Linked DNA regions of Mus musculus: region 2 is linked to region 1. A link is a contact called in public Hi-C data. All regions are on one chromosome and are shown on one strand. Each heading gives the region's core, a stretch centred on a gene start, on an enhancer-like site or on the middle of the called end of the contact. The rest is flanking DNA. Distances are from core to core; before and after follow the strand shown.

Evidence for each region. A called contact is a pair of places that touch in the nucleus more often than the background predicts.
Region 2: a Hi-C map of CD8 T cells shows a contact between it and region 1, with 2.2 times the contacts expected there. The contact joins the enhancer-like site here to the promoter of Gcn1 in region 1. A contact is called at or near these places in 1 of 39 promoter capture datasets (pre-B cells), 1 of 484 Hi-C or Micro-C datasets (CD8 T cells), 1 of 115 datasets of contacts at active chromatin or transcription factors (effector CD8 T cells) and 1 of 9 other capture datasets (pancreatic islet).

The regions. Positions count from the first base shown.
Region 1 is chr5:115,562,825-115,567,742 of GRCm38.p6, reverse strand. It overlaps Gcn1 (GCN1 activator of EIF2AK4), which reads right to left and starts at 2,480. Exons shown (of 58, transcript NM_172719.2): 1 at 2,437-2,480. The coding sequence starts at 2,454. It overlaps Rplp0 (ribosomal protein, large, P0), which reads right to left. Exons shown (of 7, transcript NM_007475.5): 7 at 4,014-4,460. The coding sequence ends at 4,299.
Region 2 is chr5:115,752,256-115,757,414 of GRCm38.p6, reverse strand. No RefSeq gene overlaps it. Among named protein-coding and RNA genes, the nearest start is that of Bicdl1, 23 kb to the right of the region's middle. Within about 2 kb of position 1,689, at least 32 of the 459 cell types and tissues checked have an H3K27ac peak or open chromatin away from gene starts, as enhancers often do. A contact at or near this core is called in CD8 T cells and effector CD8 T cells, where this site is marked.

The DNA.
Region 1 (4,918 bases), core at 1,231-3,730:
GGTCTGCCTTGCTGTGCTGGGGACCAGACAACAAGGCTTGAAATGTACATGCCAGACACAAGGTCCATCACCGAGCCTGCCCTCCGCCCTAAAATATCTTGGAGGAGGGATGCTAGGGATGGAACTCGTGGATGCCAGACTCCACCACTGGGTTCCCACACAGCCTAGAGAGCATGCGCATGTGTATGTGCACCGTGCATGTGTTCAGATGTTCACATGCCATGGTGTGTGTGTGTGTGTGTACACACACGTGCGCTCATGCGTGCACAGGTCAGAGGACAACTTTCAGGAATCAGTTCTCTCCTTCCACCAAGGGATACAGGGGTCAAAACTCAGGCCATTTTGCTGGCACATCAACAAGCACTTTTACCCAATAAAACATCTTGCTGGCCCCGTATTATAATTTTTTAAATGCTTTACCAACCTTACTGAGGTTTGAGAAAATAATGCATATGTACTACCCTCTGCCTTCCAATATGGTAACATTAAACTTCCTTTTATTTTCTTTATTTTTTTTTTTTAGAGACAAGGTCTTATCACAGTGCAGCCTTGGATGGCATGGAACTTTGAGAGATCCTGCTGTCTCTGATTCCCGAGTACTGTGACAAAAAAACAAAACAACAAAACCCCTGTGCCACCACGCTGGGCAATAACAAAGCATTAAACTCATAGTGATAGTTCTCTCACAAATATGCAGGAACTTTTCATATTTGACAAGGAAGTCGAAGCTCTTTTCCTTAATCAGAAGTTGCCAGATTAGGAATAGCTTGTTGCTCAGCCCTTGCCCAGCAAGCGTGAGGGCCCTGGGCTGGGTCCCCAGCGCTACAAAGTAAGATAGGAAAAGTTTCCCACTGGAAACCTTATATGCTAAGAGCCTCTAGGAGTCACACTGGGCATTGGAAAGATCAGCTCTCACACCTCCCAAGTCCACCGATATCTCTGCAGACACCACTGCCCAAGAGAGGATTTTCTGAAATGACAAACCTGATGTGGCTGCTCTGAAGACATGAAGGACAAATCACTTGAAGCACAGGTGGAGAACCGAATTTTTAAATTTCATTTAATTCTGACGAACTTAAGTAAGCTTTACGGCTCTTTTGATAGCACAGTTAGGTAACCTACTACTAAATAACACAACTCTAGGGAGAAGATTCTTAAATATTCAGAAACATTAAGTAACTTCCCTTCTTAGGATTCACTAAGACGCAGCTCTGTCTAAACAAATTACCAAACCCTTTTACTGAAGACCCTTGCAAAGCATCTTTTTAATGATCAGGTTAAATGGCTCCTCTTTGGCGGGCCTTGAGGATCAAACATAAAAATCAATTAATCTCACCCCAGAGACTCAAACTGTTTTTTAAATACGTTCCTGCCAGGCAGGGTAAGCCCCCCACCCACCCATTAAGAAGCCACAGGCAAGATGGCTACAAGTTCAAAGCCAACTCACTATATATATATATTTTTAATTTGTTTGTTTCTCAAGACAGGGGTTTTGTGTGTGTGTGTGTACCCATGTCTGCCTGGAACTCCCTCTGTAGACCAGGCTGGACTGGCACTCAGAGATCCACCTGCCTCTGCCTTCCAAGTGCTGGGATTAGAGACGTGCCACCACCGCGCCACCACTACCTGGCCTTGATCTACATTTTTGAAAAGGGAGGGTGGGATGGAGACATGGAGAGAAAAAAAAATTATGTTTCTTATTTATTATTTCATCCTTCCACGAGGCTACAAAAGAGGCTGAGATGGAGAAGGGGGTAGCCTCAACGCCTCCCTGAACTGCAAGGTACCCACAGGTGTGAACGCACAACGGTGTCACGACTCTTCGCAGGTGAAGACATTTTGAGATCTCACCCAGGACCCAGTTAACACCCAGCAAACCCACATGGGACCCTACTATTTTGTCTCAATACATCTTCCCATAAAATAACATAGGATATCGGTATTATCACCACCACCAAATGTTAAAAGGACCGAGACCCTGAGGGGTGATGTCATTGATCCAACGCCTTGACGAAACCAACGAGCGGAGGCTCAACTCCGAACCCGTATGGACATAAAAAGGCTACGCTCCGAGTGTGGGCACAGAGTCGGGGGGCCTCTGCATCGCCCCGCGGGCTCCGGAGAACCGTAGCCGACGCCGAGTGTAAGCTCTGCCACCGCCGGGACCCGCACAGCCCCAGCACGGCACCCGCTACCCCGAAGCCAAGCGGATGGCAAGATGCTCGAGTCCAGGGTCGCTCTGCTCGCCCAGGCCGGCCGGAGCCTCGAGCCGCGAGCAGCCGCCGCCCCCTTCCCCCGCGCCGCCGCTTCCGTCTGCGCCCTCCGCGGCCGTGGGCGCCGCAGCCTCCGCCCGGGCAATCCCGCCGCCCCACTGCCCGCGCTCCGGGTCCGGTCCCCGCCGCCCGCCGCGTTGGCCGCCGCAGCCGCCCGCCTCACCTGCGTGTCCGCCGCCATCCTGCCGGCGCCCAGTCCGGAACCGCTTCCGGAGCGCTTCCGGGTCACAGCAGGGCCCACGCGGCAAGGCGAGGCCTGGCGCCCCCGGGCGGGAGGGCGGCCGCAGGTCGTGCTCTGCAGCCCCTGGGCGCGGGATCTCCTCGATTCGGCCTCCCCCGGACAGCGCCCTGCAGCTCTGGCATCCTTGGGGGGATCCCGGGTCCAGCACCGACACCCCCCATCGTGCTGTTTCCTAGGCCCCAGGAATGAACCCAAAGACTAGTCTCAGGCCCAAGAGGCTTGGAGGTTAGAACAGGTGATGGTGAGGTACGCGGGAGGGATGCAGGGATGACCCGGGAATTGCGTGACCTGCTGGGAGCCTCAACTGCAGACAGCTAGGGACAGGGTTGAGGAAGAGTTCGATGTCTTAGGACAATTATTGAATTTTTACTATAACTCAAGAGTGTGCTTGGAGAATGCGGTCTCCAGGCTTCTTGGCCCTCAGCAGTGGCAACTATACAGATGGGGGGCCGGGCGTGGTGTCGCACGCCTTTAATCCCAGCACTCGGAAGGCAGAGGTAGGCGGATTTAAGGCCAGCCTGGTCTAAAGTGAGTTCCAGGACAGCCAGGGCTACACAGAGAAACCCTGGGGGGTGAGGGAGGGAGAAGAAAAAAAAATATATATATACACACACATAGATGTATAGTGACGTCACAAGGTTAATGATAGCAATAGGGCATTGCATTTGATACAGTATTCACCTACTTGTTAGAGCCCATTTTTTAAATCCTCAGCTTTTCAGACTTAACACTTACTGAATGCCTATATGAACCAACATCAAACTACTATCGGGTTAGAGGTTGCAATTCTAGGGTAACTTTTTGTCTAGTTACCTGTGATGCACAGGCAGTATTTTAGCTCTTGCAGCAGCTTTTTACATAGCAAGTTATTCTAGTTTGCACCCCCGATTAGTACATCAAAGCAACCCTACATGCACACCTTAGTGGCTAGTTATTAACTGCCCCTGTATTCAAGACTTAATCTACCAAGAAAAAACTTTAGCCAGCACGTGGAAACTCAACTACACATCTAAACTACACAAACACAAGTATAACTTCATTACTAAACACACAGCAGTGACTCAATTACTGCAGGCAGAAGGCTGAGGCAGATCAACTTCTACACCAATCCTCATCTCAAAAGGCACAATCAGGCCCGAGTTCAATCACCACTCACCTGGATACTCCTTGCCATAGCTCAGTATCACCATCTCAGGCCCTCTCAGACTTCAGTCCTTAAACCACGCCTAGCTCAAACCCAGCCTTCTACCCCTGCCTCAGCCTTAAGCAACAGGGCTCTGGACCTGCATCACTCTGCCTTGGAGCAGTAAGGCTACCTATGAACAATGGCTTGGACATCCAGTGATATACAGAAAGCAGACCCAGATACCAAACCATATAGATTTGGTATGGCTCATAGGTCTCTTAACCATTGAGCTTAGTATACATATATATTATGTATACATATGATATATATCCAACATGGACTACCATAGGAATATAAAGGCCAGGCTTGGGGCTTGATGACATACACCTTTAATTCACACCTGGAAAATCTTTGTCCCAGACTAGCTATGGCACCAAGTCAAGAGACTGTCTCAAAAAACAAACAAAGCCCACAAAAACACTAGGAGCTTTAATTTTAGAAACAAAGATGCCAACACAAAGTAAACAGTAGCGGTTTTGCTTTTTCATCCTGCTTAAGTGAACAAACTAAATAAATCCAGACCGGAGTTTTAAGAGAAGTAAGCCTTTATTTCCATCTTTCTCAAATTAAGCAGGCTGACTTGGTTGCTTTGGCGGGATTAGTCGAAGAGACCGAATCCCATATCCTCATCTGATTCCTCCGACTCTTCCTTTGCTTCAGCTTTGGCAGGGGCTGCAGCAGCCGCAGGGGCAGCAGTGGTGGCAGCAGCTGCAGGGGCAGCAGCCGCAAATGCAGATGGATCAGCCAGGAAGGCCTTGACCTTGAGGGAGAAAAGGCAGTCAGCATGATCATAGTTCTACCACCTACACTCTTCCTGCTAAGAACTGACTGTCCTGTGGCAGCTTTCCAGTGAGATTACCCACCAGGGGTTCTTTCTGAGCATAGCCTGCTGGCTGGACACTTGGGCCCAGCTCTAGGGGTCTAGTCTTTTAAAATGAGAGCATGCATGCCTCCACTAATATGCATTTCCCCCCACTTTTATTAACAAAGGATCTGACTAGCTCAGGGCAGACTCTAGCCTGAATGAAAGGCCACCCAGTTTTCACCCAATACCAAACAGGACATGGAGCTTGGTTTAACAGCTTAGTTGGTAAGGTGCTGGCTTAGTGGGGAAGCACTGGTACTAGTAACAAGCCCCAACCTGGATTCAAGGTCACCCAACTACAGCTTAAGATCAGCTTTGGGGCTGGAGAGATGGCTCAGTGGTTAAAAGCAGTG
Region 2 (5,159 bases), core at 440-2,939, 190 kb before region 1:
CCCTTTCCCTCTTCTCTCCTAATAATCGGGCTTCTACTTTCATATTTTTCTCTAGTGCTGAAGATCCAACATAGGAACTTGTGTATGCTTGTAGTCTCCCTTGCTTGCTCTTCCTTGCAAGCTCTCTCTCTTCCTCACTCTCTCCTACCTCTCCTTTTTTCCTTCCTTATCCCTCCCCCATCTCTCCCTCTCCCTTCCCCTTTCCCCTTCTCTCTCTTTCCCCTTTCCTCTCCCTCCCCTCCCTCTCTTACCTTCTCTCCACTCCTCTCTCCCTCTTTTCTCTCCCCTCCCCTCCCCTTCTTATCTAGATTTGAGGGAATGCCATCTGGATCTGAGTCTGGCTATGAAGTTTGTCACTTCTGCCTGTTATCAATGGTGCTTCGTGGTTCTTAAGTAGTGTGTGTGTGTGTGTGTGTGTGTGTGTGTGTGTGTGTGTGTGTGCGCGCGCGCGCTTTTTCTTTACTTGCCTGTCAATGGCCAATTGAGATGATTCTATAACTTGGCTGCTGTGAAAAGGTCTGTGGATGGGTGTGGCCATCTCTCTGGTGTGCTGACCCTAAGCCAGGAGTGCTATAGCTGAATCTTACGGTGCTACATCTTTTGAGGGGTCCCCATGATAATTCCCACAGTGGTTGGAATGGCCCGTATATGAGGTATCTTTTTCTCCCGCATCTTCTAAGCCCTTGTCAATTGCTTGTTTATTTTTGTGGTATTGGGAATGGAACCTAGGACCTCATCCACACTAGGCAACTGCTCTACCACTGAGTTACAACTATGAGGTCTGTCTGCCCCACCCCAGCATAGCTGTAGCCATTTTGTTCCAAGCCTGCCAGCTATTTCATATTGTTGCTGTAATGTGACCGTCAGTCATTGACCCAGAAAAATAACTTGACTCAGAGCAGGGTCATGCTGACCACATAACCTGTTGTGTTCTGTATGTTATGAGGTTCATTAATCTTAAGAAATTCAAATGTAAGCTCCACGTAGGACCAATCAGAATAAAGGTCCATTAGAACTGTTTGTCTAGCTAGAAATAGCTCGGGTCAGGGCAGCACTTCCTGCACCTGCACATGAGATCACTATAGGTTTTTTTGTTCTTCTTTATAAGCTGGCCCTGAGAAATGTTTGGGGCCCGTAGCCTCGGCCCCCAGATTCTGAGTTACAACCCTAATCGATCATCAGTATTAGGGTGCACTTTCAAGAAACCATCCCTGTCTAAGACCGTGTTTGTGTGGTTTGTAGGGTGACTCCTGGACCCCAACAACATCCACAGCAGCCACAGCCTATTTTACTTTGAGACAGGGTTTCTCTGTGTAGCCCTAGCTGTCCTGGAACTCTCTCTGTAGACTAGGCTGGCCTCGAACTCAGAGATCCGCCTGCCTCTGCCTCCCGAGTGATGGGATGCCACCACCGCCCGGCTTCATTTTACTTTTTTTTAAAGACAGGCTTTCCCTTAATTGCTCAGGTTAACCTGTAACTCATCTCCGCCCCCCTCCCCCTGTCATTTAATTTCAGGTGGAAAAGAGCAAGCGATCTACTCACAGTGACTGACAGCAACCTGAGGGCCGGGGGTGGGGGTGGGGGGGGCGGGGGGGGGGGGCAAGACCGGGGCTGGGGGGGGGGAGGCAGCAGAGGGTCTGCACACTGTGACAGCTGACATCAAGCCCCAGCTTATTCATTTGAGAAACACACGGGAAACCATATGTTTCCGTTCCCCATCTGGAACTCTTTAACACGTCTGCTTTCTTCAGAGGGTGTTGTAGAAAATTTTAATCCCTGTTTGGGGTTTTTTACCTGCCTTTGACCATATTTGGTTGCCAGATAAAAGACACACATAACCTTTATATTTACAATAAGCTTTAATCAGCACTAGAGCTGAAGAGATACCTCCCCTCTATGCAATTAAAGTCTTATTTCCCCAGTAAACCAGAGTTATTACTTACTATGCTTTATCTGGGCTGCTCTTAACTCCAGTTGGCCAGCCCTCAGGGCCATGTTTTCTTGACTCCCAACCCATGGTGGCTTCTCCTTCTTCCACCTTCTTTTCCCCTTTATGGTTCTCCTCTGACCCACAAGCCCCAGAACCCTAAACCCAACCTATATCTCAGCTATCGTCTGTTGGCATCTTCTTCACCAGTCAGAATAACCTAGGGGCATGGTCACCTGGGTCTCTGTATTATTAGCCTTAGAATACAAGCAGCACCAGGCCAACCCACGACAGAGAGAGACAGAGAGAGAGCACAAGAGTGCACACTGTAATACTAGAGTTGATTCTCACCTGTACATTTTAAAATTGTCTTATCTGCCGTATTCATCACCCATGCAGGAAGCAGAGCAGAGAAATTCTGCCTTTGATGCTCCAAGTGTTGAGCATTCAGGTGCTTGTCTTTAGTCACGTCTGGAAGATGTAACCCCACTTCCTGAGGAGTCCGGAAGACGTAACCCCACTTCCTGAGGAGTGCAGGCCTTGCCAGACACCCTAGGTCTTCAGATGCGTGTAATGTAATATGGCACCCGAACATCAGCTTGTTTTCGGATGGGTTGGCTCTGCGGGAAAATGGAGGAGGCTTGCACAGAACTTCCATATTGGATCATAGAAGGCTATAGTAAGAATACCCCTTTTTTCCCCCCAGTGGCTGCAATGGCTAATCCACTCTGGCCTTGAACTTGTGATCCTGTTGCCTCAGCCTTCCAAGTAGCTGAACCTACAGACCGGAGTCATGAGGCCCAGTTGTCTGTCTGTCTGCCTCCCTCCACCTTCCTTCCTTCCTTCCTTCCTTTCTTTCTTTCTTTCTTTCTTTCTTTCTTTCTTTCTTTTTTTCCTTCTTTCTTTTTTTCTGAGACTGGGTTTCTCTGCATAGCTCAGGCTGTGCCGGAACTCTCTCCATAGCTCAGGCTAGCCTCAAACTCAGAGAAGTGCTTGCTACTGCCTCCTGAGTGCTGGGATTAAAGGCAAGCACTACCACCACCTGGATATCTCTTTTATTTAATTCTCTTGTCTTATTGCTTTGGCCAGGAATTAAATCACTATACTGAGAGTAGAGAAAGTGAACACTCTCATTTTGTCCCTGACTTTAGAGGAAATGTTTTCAGCACCACCCCCCACCAGCCCCAGTTCAGTATGATGAAGCTGATTAACCATCCTCAAGACTGTGTCATTATAGTTCAGGTTTTTTTTTTTTTTTTTTTTTTTTTTGCTGTTGTTTTGTTTTAAGACAGGGCATTACCATGTATCCCTGGCTGGTTTGGAACTCTCTCTATAAACAAACACACAGCTGTCCTCCCGTTTCTGCCTCCCTCGGATTTAGCTTGCAGGTGTGTTTGGCCACACCCTGCTACATTTCAATTCTTGGGATACTAAAATTGCATCCATCCTTGTGACAGCAGCTCCAGGGGTCATTTCCTACTGTGACTCTACATCTTTAATGATTTGACAGTGTTCATTTGAACAGATAGAGAAACTAGCAAAATAAATAAATAAATAAAAATACCAAGCAAGCAAAACCCAGCATGCCTCTTCTGTCTCTGTGAACTTCTTTTTTCTCTCTCTCTTTTTTTTATTAGGTATTTTCCTCGTTTACATTTCCAATGCTATTCCAAAAGTCCCCCATACCCACCCACCCCCAATCCCCTACCCACCCACTCCCCCATTTTGGCCCTGGCATTCCCCTGTACTGGGGCATATAAAGTTTGCAAGTCCAAAGGGCCTCTCTTTCCAGTGATGGCTGACTAGGCCATCTTTTGATACATATGCAGCTAGAGACAAGAGCTCCGGGGTACTGGTTAGTTCATATTGTTGTTCCACCTATAGGGTTGCAGTTCCCTTTAGCTCCTTGGGTACTTTCTCTAGCTCCTCCATTGGGGGCCCTGTGATCCATCCAATAGCTGACTGTGAGCATCCACTTCTGTGTTTGCTAGGCCTCGGCATAGTCTCCAAGAGACAGCTATATCTGGGTCCTTTCAGCAAAATCTTGCTAGTGTATGCAATGGTGTCGTGAACTTCTTTCCATTCAAAAGATTCGTAGAATCAGACCATCATGAAATCCAGTTGCCGTCTTGCCTCCAGCAAGGCGAGACCATCTGTCATTTTCAAAAGGAAATTCACCAGTAAACAAAGTAATACCAAAAGGAAGGGGGAGGAGTTTTCAGTGACACAGGTTTTGAATTTTAGACTCTAAGAATTTGCCAGTATATATATATATATATATATATATATATATATATATATATACCTCCAATCTACACACACCTCCCCATCTCAAGTTATTTCTGTAAGTATTTGTTGCTTTTGGCTCTTACATCTGCGGCTTCCTGGTTACCCAGGATGTCAGTTGAGAAATGATTTAAGACCAGTGACTTAGACCCGTGTGAACACTGTAATTTTCCACTTTTTCCCCGGTGGTGTCAACATAGCAAAATATCTCTGTCTTAATTTAAGAGATGGCCGTGGGTTTGTTTCTTACAGGCAAAATTTGTTTCAACTGTTTTTAAATATATATACACTATTATTTATTTCTGGGCCTGGGGGCGGGGGGAGGGGCCGCATATGAATGCAGTGGGGGGCGCATATGAATGCAGTTGTTCATAGAGGCCAGAAGAGAGTGACAGATGCCAGAAGCTGAAGAATTATAGGTGGTTGTGAGCCACCTGTGTGGGTGCTGCGACACAAACTCTGGGTTTCTGAAAGATCAGGAAAGACTTTTAAGTGCTGGGTCATCTTTTCAGCCCGAGAGCTGTTTTGTTGGGCTTGTTTTAATTTTATTACTGTGTGTTCATAGGTATGACGAAGGGGCAATCCCAAGTGGTGCTGTCTGTACGTAGGTGGCGGTCAGAGGATGGCTCTGTGGTGTCAGTTCCTTCCTCTACCTTGGCCTGAGTTCCGGGGACTGCACTTAGGTCCTTGGGTTGTCGTCTTACCTGCGGAGCCATCCCATCTGCCGGCAGCTGCTTTCAATAGCAAACCATATCCTTCAGAAGTTCCCATAGTCAAAACAGACCATCCATACTTGGTTTTGGATTTTGGATGTGCCCCCCCCAAAAAAACCACCAATGCAGGGTTGTGGGTCCCATGTCCACTCCACCACAGGGCTCGGAGGCTTGGGGAGGCGGTGTGGGAAGCCACATATGCCATTATAAGGTGGTGCTGGCTACCGCTGGCC